2 separate regions of the Triticum aestivum genome follow, and region 2 is linked to region 1. A link is a contact called in public Hi-C data. All regions are on one chromosome and are shown on one strand. The core of a region is the stretch at or near the end of the contact, and the rest is flanking DNA. Distances in the headings are between cores, read along the strand shown. Region 1 holds the start of LOC123138182 (nicastrin). Region 2 has its middle 8.3 kb from the start of LOC123134507.

Evidence for each region. A called contact is a pair of places that touch in the nucleus more often than the background predicts.
Region 2: a contact with region 1 is called in a Hi-C map of leaf, with 2.2 times the contacts expected there. The contact joins the enhancer-like site here to the promoter of LOC123138182 in region 1. A contact is called at or near these places in 2 of 5 Hi-C or Micro-C datasets (both in leaf).

The regions. Positions count from the first base shown.
Region 1 is chr6B:586,978,953-586,983,030 of IWGSC CS RefSeq v2.1, reverse strand. LOC123138182 (nicastrin) reads left to right here and starts at 2,708. Exons shown (of 16, transcript XM_044558102.1): 1 at 2,708-2,918; 2 at 3,645-3,758; 3 at 3,889-4,006. The coding sequence starts at 2,840. LOC123138181 (ATP-dependent RNA helicase DEAH13) reads right to left here and starts at 2,752. Exons shown (of 12, transcript XM_044558100.1): 1 at 2,457-2,752; 2 at 2,303-2,388; 3 at 2,132-2,206; 4 at 1,762-1,811; 5 at 1,614-1,674; 6 at 1,109-1,528; 7 at 803-1,015; 8 at 451-681; 9 at 1-40. The coding sequence starts at 2,374.
Region 2 is chr6B:587,121,821-587,126,349 of IWGSC CS RefSeq v2.1, reverse strand. No RefSeq gene overlaps it. Among protein-coding and RNA genes, the nearest start is that of LOC123134507, 8.3 kb to the right of the region's middle. Within about 2 kb of position 1,844, at least 3 of the 8 cell types and tissues checked have an H3K27ac peak or open chromatin away from gene starts, as enhancers often do. A contact at or near this core is called in leaf, where this site is marked.

The DNA.
Region 1 (4,078 bases), core at 1,459-3,958:
CCAAGATGATCACCGAATAGTGCTTCAACAGAAAGTCACTCTGCAGAAGAACACTAAGCCATCTGATAAGGAGTTTCAATCTTTATTACAGACACAGCTTCAATTAAAGAGATGCATATGAATTTCAGAACAGCAAATGACTTGTTTTACAAAAAAAAAATTGTGCAAATTATAAAATTACGGAAGACAACTGATTGTGAACGATAGAGTTACGGAAGACAACTGAATGAGCGATCAGACTTAACCAAAGTTTAAACCTCACTAAAGTTATTCATAAATTTGAGTCATCTCATCTGCAGTTATGGCTTTTGATGCATTTCTGGTTGTGGAATAATAATTTAGCACCAGTTATCAGTTTATTACAACAAACACGAAACTTTAATGAAGACATGATATTGAATAATAAATAGACTGATAGAAGTAACAAGGAAAAACAAACAGATACACAACCTGGACCTCTCGTAGCAAAATGCCATCTGTCATGAACTTGATGGAGCATTTATTTCCCACCTGCTTGTCATGTCTAACTTGAAAACCAACCTCCTTTCCTAGCTTCAGTCCTAACTCATAAGATACCCTCTTGGATGTGGCAAGAACAGCAACACGCCGTGGCTGGGTGATACCAATCATCCCTTTTCTATCAGCTCGATTGCTTGTGCCAAAGCCGGCTTCATATAAGAACTGCAGAACAAATAGCATAGAGAGCAATGAAAAACTTGGTAGATGCTTAATACAAGCCTAAAGGATCAGAACTCCTAGCTTAGACAAATGTTTAAGAGGCGCCATGTGTGAGCACACTCACCTGAGGGACCTGAGTAGTTTTACCACAGCCCGTTTCTCCGCACAGAATTACCACTGAATTTTCATAGATAGCTTCCATTATTTCCTGCTCCATCATTATTATTGGGAGATCCCTCCTCGCCTTCTCAACCTCATGTGGTCTTGACACATGCACAACAATGGGAGAACTGAAGCACTCCTGTACAGCGGCTTCACCTTGTTGTGGCTCTTTATCCTAACAAAAACAGGAGAAGGATAATAATTCAGTTAAGTCAGAACATGGCACCAGCTTTCTGAGACGAATATATTTCAGATGCGGACCAGTCACCTGGATATCAATCTCTACACCAGAGCAACTTGGCACAGATGAACGAACTGTCGGATGTACCAAAATGTCATCATCATCATTAGTCTTTTCAGTTTTTTGTTTTGGAATGCTCTGATGTGCTGAATTGTCAACATCAGCATTAGTCTCTTCAGTTTTTTGATCCAGAATGCTCACACCAATACCCATGTTAGGCTTCACTGCATCACTCTCATGATTCTTTCGTTCACTACCAGGATGATAAAGTTTTGTGCTCTGAACTAACTTCACTGGGCAAGCTTCCGGCACATCTTCAGTGTTTTCAGGAACTGGAACTCCTTTCTGATCAGAGTTTTTCTTGAATAGCGAAAGTTCTTCAGGGACATCTAAACCAGCCTTGCACAACTGCATGGCACGCCTACGTTTTTCTTTCATAGTCGCAGCCTGCAGTGCAACAAAATACCATGAGGAAAATAATCCTGCAATGCGAAAGGAACTGATCCAGGTGGTGCAGATAGAGCCACCGTACTTGACCAATAGACCCCGAAGTGTGCAGCAGTGAGTATGCCTCATCAGCGATCCTGTGCTTCCTATTGCGCAGGGCCATTATCATACATAATCGTCAGAAAGAAATAGAAACCAGCACAGAAAGTAAACATGACAAGTTCAAGACATACTGCAAAGTCCCGATGCTTTGAGCTTGCAGCGCCTTCTTTTGTTTGTCCTCCTGCGAACAGTCAGACCGGCATTAACATATACTGATACAAACACCAAAGCTGGCTAGCAACAGAAGAAGTCCCAACCTCCAATTTCTGCAGCTTTTTGAGCTGAGTCTTGCTCATCTTAGCATCTTCCTTGGTCTTGTTCTTGTTGCCATCCTAGCAATCCAGAAAACAGAGGTTCACACAATCACATACTAGCATCTGATCAGAAGGGAAACCAAGGCACGTGGGGCAGATAAAATGCACCCATTGTTATTATTACCTTGCCTTTCCCTTGCGATTTGTTCTTCGTCTTGCAGGGCAAAATCAGCGCGTTGCTATCAACCTCCAATTTCTGCAGCTTTTTAAGCCGAGTCTTGCTCATCTTAGCATCTTCCTTGGTCTTGTTCTTGTTGCCATCCTAGCAATCCAGAAAACACAATCACATACTAGCATCTGGTCAGAAGGGAAACCAAGACACGGGGGGCAGATAAAATGCACCCATTATTATGATTACCTTGCCTTTCCCTTGGGCTTTGTTCTTCCTCTTGCAGGGCAAGATCAGCGCGTTGCTATCCTCCTTCTCCATGCTCGAACTGCGACCTGCGAGAAGCATCAGAGACCGCAGATACAGAGCGCCAAGTATGCGAGTAAGGCGGCCGGAAACTCACACCGCACACCGCAGCTGTCGCCGCCGAGGTCTGCCGCGTGGAGATTGGAGCTTGGCCGCGGCACGCCGGAGGGCGGACTCCGGGCAGGTAGGCCGAGAGGGGTGACGGAGGAGGGAGGGGGCGGCGCCAACGGAGGAGAGCAACAGGGGATGGCGGCGCCGGCGCGGGTGTGGCGCTCGGCTAGGGCGTAGGGCCGTGTTGGGCTTAAGTGTCGCGAAGCCGCAAGAATGAGACGGAAACGGCCATAAGGGCCCACTAGCCCACGAACCTTTCTCTCTAGCCTGGTGGTGGCCTCTTCCGCCTTCCGGTTCCGGTCAGAGACGAGACGACGACGGCCTCTGCCTCGTCCGCCCCCTGAGCCTCAGATCGCCGCCGCGTCCGCCATGGCGGCCGGCTCCGCGGCTCCCCTCCTCGCGGCCCTCGCCTGCGCCGTCCTCGTGTTCCTCGCCCCCGCCGTCTCCGGTGAGTTGGTCCTCCGTGCCCCTCGCCCCATCCAAAACCCTCCTTCTCAAAGCAAAAGCAAAAGTAATCCTCGCCTAGTTCGCCGTGCTTATTTTATGTAAGAATTGAGTCCAATCGAGGCGATCTCACGCTTCCTCAGAGCCTTCCGTTCGCTGCGGCTAAGCTTCTAGGGTGAATCCGCATGGGGATTAGGTCGTCCGTCTCAACCTGTAGGTGAACCAAGTAGTGGGCCTTGTTAGCTACTAGTTGTAAGCTTTGGTTTGGCAAGCTGCTGCTGTGCTTATTAACTGATAATGGATTGGTAGTTGCTTCGATATGTGTCCGCGGCTTGTGCTATCTCAGTTCTAGAACTTCTGCTATTGTGACTACACTAGAACCACACCCAGACTTCACATTTGCAAGAAAAATGCATCATGGTGCCTTACTAGTTACAACTACGAATGTTTGAGGTTGGCGTTGAATTGCTTATTCCAATTCTGATATTGAGTTGGTGGAGTGAGATTGTGTGCTGTTATGACAGGCGATTTGGTTACAAAACTAGCATGGTTGCTTTTACATGCTTGCATACTTTTTTGCTCGTGTCATGTGCTTGCATAGCTTGGAGATAGATTCGCAAAACAGTGTCACAAGTTCTGGCTTCTCTATAGCTAGTAACTCTGTTAAATTATTTTTCTCCTCACTTGATGTACTGTAGCAGAGGTTCATGTTGCCTTTATGTTTTTCTAGGAGATGCTGCTACACTGGAATCTGTTCCAGATCTTGTGAAGGCAATGTATGTAAACATTGAAAGCTTCCCTTGTGTCAGGCTGCTTAATCTTTCTGGTGAAATCGGCTGCTCTAGTGAGTATCTTTGTTTCCCCTAATGCTGTATGCTTATAGAATGGATGTGATGTTCTGTGACCATAGCAATCTTCAACAAGTCTGTGTTGTGAAGTGTAATTGGTTCTCAGTGTCTCTTCTATTTAATCAGATCCTGGGCACGGCCTGGTTATTGCACCGATTGTAAGATTCAAAAACAGCGATGACCAGTTGGCTCAACCGTCTGCGGTTCTTCTTCCCTTGGATCAGATGCCAGCTTTCTTTCTGAGGTATAAGATCAGATTTGTTAAATCCTGTGCTTAGATAATTGCAGATGTTTTTATAATGTTTGTGCATGCCAG
Region 2 (4,529 bases), core at 595-3,094, 140 kb before region 1:
CGTACGCGCGCTGGAAGGGGCTCCGCGGCGGAGCGCACTGGGCGGGCGACGGACGATAAGAGGGAGCTGTGCGGCGGCGCTGGAAGGGAGCTAGGCGCACCGGACGCCGCGACGAGAGGGAGCTCCGCAGCGAGCACCGCGGCGGGTGCGTTCCTCTGGATCTTGAGCATGGGAGGGACCCGATGGCTTTTTTAGTTTGTTTGTAGAACCTGATTGCATTTTTAAAAGTTTAAAGATTGCTTTTTTAAGTATGCAGGGACACTAACATGTGGGCCCCCGTTGTCATTTAACGGTCAAACAAACAGTCAAAACAATTAGTTTTCTTACATGCGGGCCCCAACTGTCATAATCACGATCAATTGTAAAGCATTGGACAATTAGAGTTTTTTTAAACAGCCGACCCCTGACTTAATAGTTATCAGCGGAAAAAAATATTCGGTAGTCTTTTAAAACTCTAGCATGTAAAGTACTCCCTCTGTTTCTTTTTACTCCGCATATAAGTTTTGGTCAAAGTCAAACTTTGTAAAGTTTGACTAACTTTATAGAAAAAATATTAACATATACAATATTAAAGTTATATGTTATGAAAATTAATTTCATCATGCATCTAATATTATTGATTTCATAGTGTGGATGTTGATATCTTTTCCTACAAAGCTAGTCAAATTTCACAAAGTTTAACTTTGACCAAATCTTATATGCAAACTAAAAAAATTACTCACGAAAAGCTGGGCGTCCTGGGCTTCAAGACTGGAGGATGCATGACTTGTTTAGTCCAGTAGTTTTTGATTAAAATCTAGGAGGGTTTTGAACGATTTTTGTGGTTGCTTTACTTTCATGTATCCTCTCTACTTTGTAATTCGGTCAGGGGATGTAGGAGTGTTGGGGGACCTTTGCTTCCCCAGACTTGATCTAGCTGTTGGTGGTGTTGTGTTTGGGCTGTATGAAACGACTATTTGGTTTCGTTAATGAAATCGGAAATCGGGGGAAAGACCCTTCACATTAAAAAAGAACTTCACTCTAGCTGAATTTTCTTTTTGGGCGCGCCTGGTACTTTTTCATATTTTCTTAGAAAACGTGATTTTTGCTCTGTGATGAAGGGGAGGGATGGATCAAATGTGTTGTTTTGTTATGTGGCCGTTTACCGCAAACAGAAGCAGTTGATGAACAGATTAGTAAGAAAGAGCAGTTGATGCAAAACATGGATGTGGCGAGCAACACGAACGAAGCATAATTAACGGACACGGCCGAGATAAAATGGTTGGCTCGCTGAACTAAACCCGGCGAACGATACGATGCCTCCCGCCTACTTCCCCTGCTCCGCCGCGGCGTCACCTCCCCCCGGGTTGGGCGGGGGGGCTGGCTGCACGCGGCCGCCGACCGCCGGTGCGCCGTTCACCGGGGAAAGGAGGAAGCGGAGCGCGCCGCGAACGGCTCCCCTCAGCACCGCCCCTCTCTTGGGGATGCAGCGAGGGCGTGCCCTTGCCGTTGCCGGTGCCGCCTTCTGGCCGCCGCCGCAGCTCATCCCGGTTGCCAGCGTGGGGAGAGGCGAGCTTGCAGAGGGTGGTCAGGACGTCAGCTTGTGGGGAGGGAGCGTGAAGAAAGAGAGAAACCGAGGCGTCTGCCGGAGCCAGGGGAGCTCTGATTTATACCACCGCCGTTAGAGGCAGGGCAGGTGCGCGCGTGCACGCTTACAGTGCACAGAGCGGGGAGGAAAGCGGCGGGAAGCAGGGGTGAACTGGACCGGAAGAGGCGGGGGTGAGGTGGCGATGGCTACTGCTGCTGGACGGTGAGGTGAGGTGAAGCAGACTAGGCGGGTGGGTGGGAGTGGTGGAAGTTTCTTCCGTTGGTTAACGTCACAGGAGGAGCCAAGAGGGAGGGAAAGTTTCCGGCGGGCATGTGGTGCCTCCATCTCTCCCGATCCGCCGTGGGAAAGCTCGATTCCCGGCCGCACCGGGGCCCTCCGGATCGCGGCGGTGCTGCCTTTCTGCTGTTTTCCTCTTGTCCTGGCCGGGCTACGCGATGATGACTAGCAGTGGCGCGCACGAACCCGTCCGTCCATCCGCTTTCCCTATCACCAGCGACCCCAACCCAATCCCCCCATTCGTGATTCGTGTCACTTGCAGCAGTCGCATGAGAAACAAAATGCCACGAAAAGGACGTGCCCCGGTAAGAGTAAGGGAAAAGATTAGCTTCAACCGGCTGATAACCACGACGCATCCGCCTCCTTCAGCGATTGACACGCGTCAAGTGGCCCCCACTCCACCGATATCCTTATCTTGAGCGAAACTTCTTCATACTTTTTTCGCCCGTAGCCAAAACTGACTGTGAGTTAACAGCTTGGCCAGCACCGTCCGCCCGCACGCGCTTCGCCGGCGAGCCGCACCCCTTGTCGCTGCTCGGCGTCCCTCCGCATCCGGCTAACCCCTGCGTCGCCGTTGCCGCTTCAGGAGCACTTCAATGAAAGCAACAGTTCGTCCAAGCTTGTCTGCGACGACGATTGTTCGGTGGCAGCGTTGAGGAAGATGGCCATGGAGCAGTCCCTAGTGATGCAGCTGCTCGTTGTCTTGCTTCCGGCGATCCATTTAGCCGGCATCGAGCTCACCGAGGTCATCGCCAAGATGTTTGAGAGCATACTGGACTGCTCGTCCAAAGCCAAACCGTGCTAAAGCTTTTCGGCTCGATCTGCTGACACAAAGCTTCTACCACAACATCACCTTGGTTGCAATTTTTTTTTGCAGCAAATGCCTTGTTGCAGGAATACAGAGAAGAGGCTGGAGATGTTGTTGAAATTTTTGCAACAAGGGTCTTGTTGCAGGAATACAGAGAAGAGGTCGGAGATGGTCTTGAAGCAAAGGCTATCTTGAAATGCAGGTTTTGCAACATGGGTCTTGTTGCAGGAACATGGGCGGGGCCGTCGGGGCCGGGGCAAGGTTGTTTGTTTTCGCAATAGCGCCGCGCTGGGCGCAACTCTGTCGGGGCTGGGGCAAGGTTGTTTATTTCTGCAATAGCGCCGCCCTGGGCGCAGCTCTGTCGTGGCCGAGGCAAGGTTGTTTGTTTCCGCAATAGCGCCGCGCTGGGCGCAGCTCTGTCGGGGCCGAGGCAAGGTTGTTTGTTTCCGCAATAGTGTCGCGCTGGGCGCAGCTCTGTCGGGGCCGGGGCAAGGTTGTTTGTTTCCGCAATAGCGCCGCGCTGGGCGCAACTCTGTCGGGGCCGGGGCAAGGTTGTTTGTTTCCGCAATAGCGCCGCGCTGGGCGCAGCTCTGTCGGGGCCGGGGTAAGGTTGCGCAGCTCTGTCGGGGCCGGGGCAAGGTTGTTTGTTTCCGCAACAACGCGGTTGTTGCGGGAATTAATGAGGGGGCATGCGGGGCGCAGCCACTACATCGGACGGCTAACGGCGCGGGGATCCAACGACCATCGACGCGGCGGATATTTTAGAATCATCGGCCGGCGGACGCGTAGCAGCGCCGATAGTAAGAGTAACTCTATAGATCCTGAAAATTCAGTGCCCAAAAGGATATTCTTAGACCAATGTTTGAATTCTCACATTCCAGCGATTTCTGAAATTTTAAATTAAATGCGGATTTGGCTAAAAACTCTCACCTTTTTCTTTTACTATGAAAAACCTCACCTTTCATCGATGGCTTTAAGATTCAGGCTGTAAACATCTACTATTCTCCCTTTTTTTGCTATACAAATTGAATACCATGCCTAATACAACTATTGGCCCCACCATTGTCCTTCATATGGCAGGGATTGGTGGCAGCATGTGACAGCCCTCTCTCTCTCTCTCCCTCTCTCTCTCTTCTCCCACACATAAATCCACCCTTTTATTTCATCTTAGCTAAATTAAATCGTCCATATCATTTAAACTATAAGTTCATTTTTGAAATAGTTTGTATATTTGAACTCCTGGCACCGGGACCTTTAGAACTAGACCAAACTTAGATACATTTCGAACACTTTTAAATTTTAGTGTTTCACAGTCCATATGTGAAACAAATCTATTTCACTAGAAAAATAAGGAAAAACCTATTTCAATTGAAATATGTGAAACCAATCTATTTCACTAGAAACCTATATTAACCCTTTATGAAATTAAAATGATAACTTGTGAAGCTGATTGTTTGCAAATGTGTAACCATTTTTTCAAAAGAGTGAAACATGTTTTTTTGAAAAATGTGCCACCGAAATAGTTTTTTTGTGAACTACCCAGTGAAAAGTGAAATATAGGTCCTCAATTGTGAAATAGCAACCACGGAAAGTGAAATTATAATGCATCATTGTGAAATTGATTATTTGAAAATTTGAAACAATTTATTTTAAAAGAGTGAAATAGTATATTTCCGAAATGTGCAATTGAAATAGATGTTTTTTTGTGAAACAAGCCAGTCAAATGTGAAATGTAGATTTTAAATTATGAAATAGTAATCACAAAAAGTGAAATTGTAATGTATTGATGTGAAACTGATTATTTGGAAATGTGAAATAAACTATTTCAAAAGAGTGAAATAGGCTATTTGGGAAATG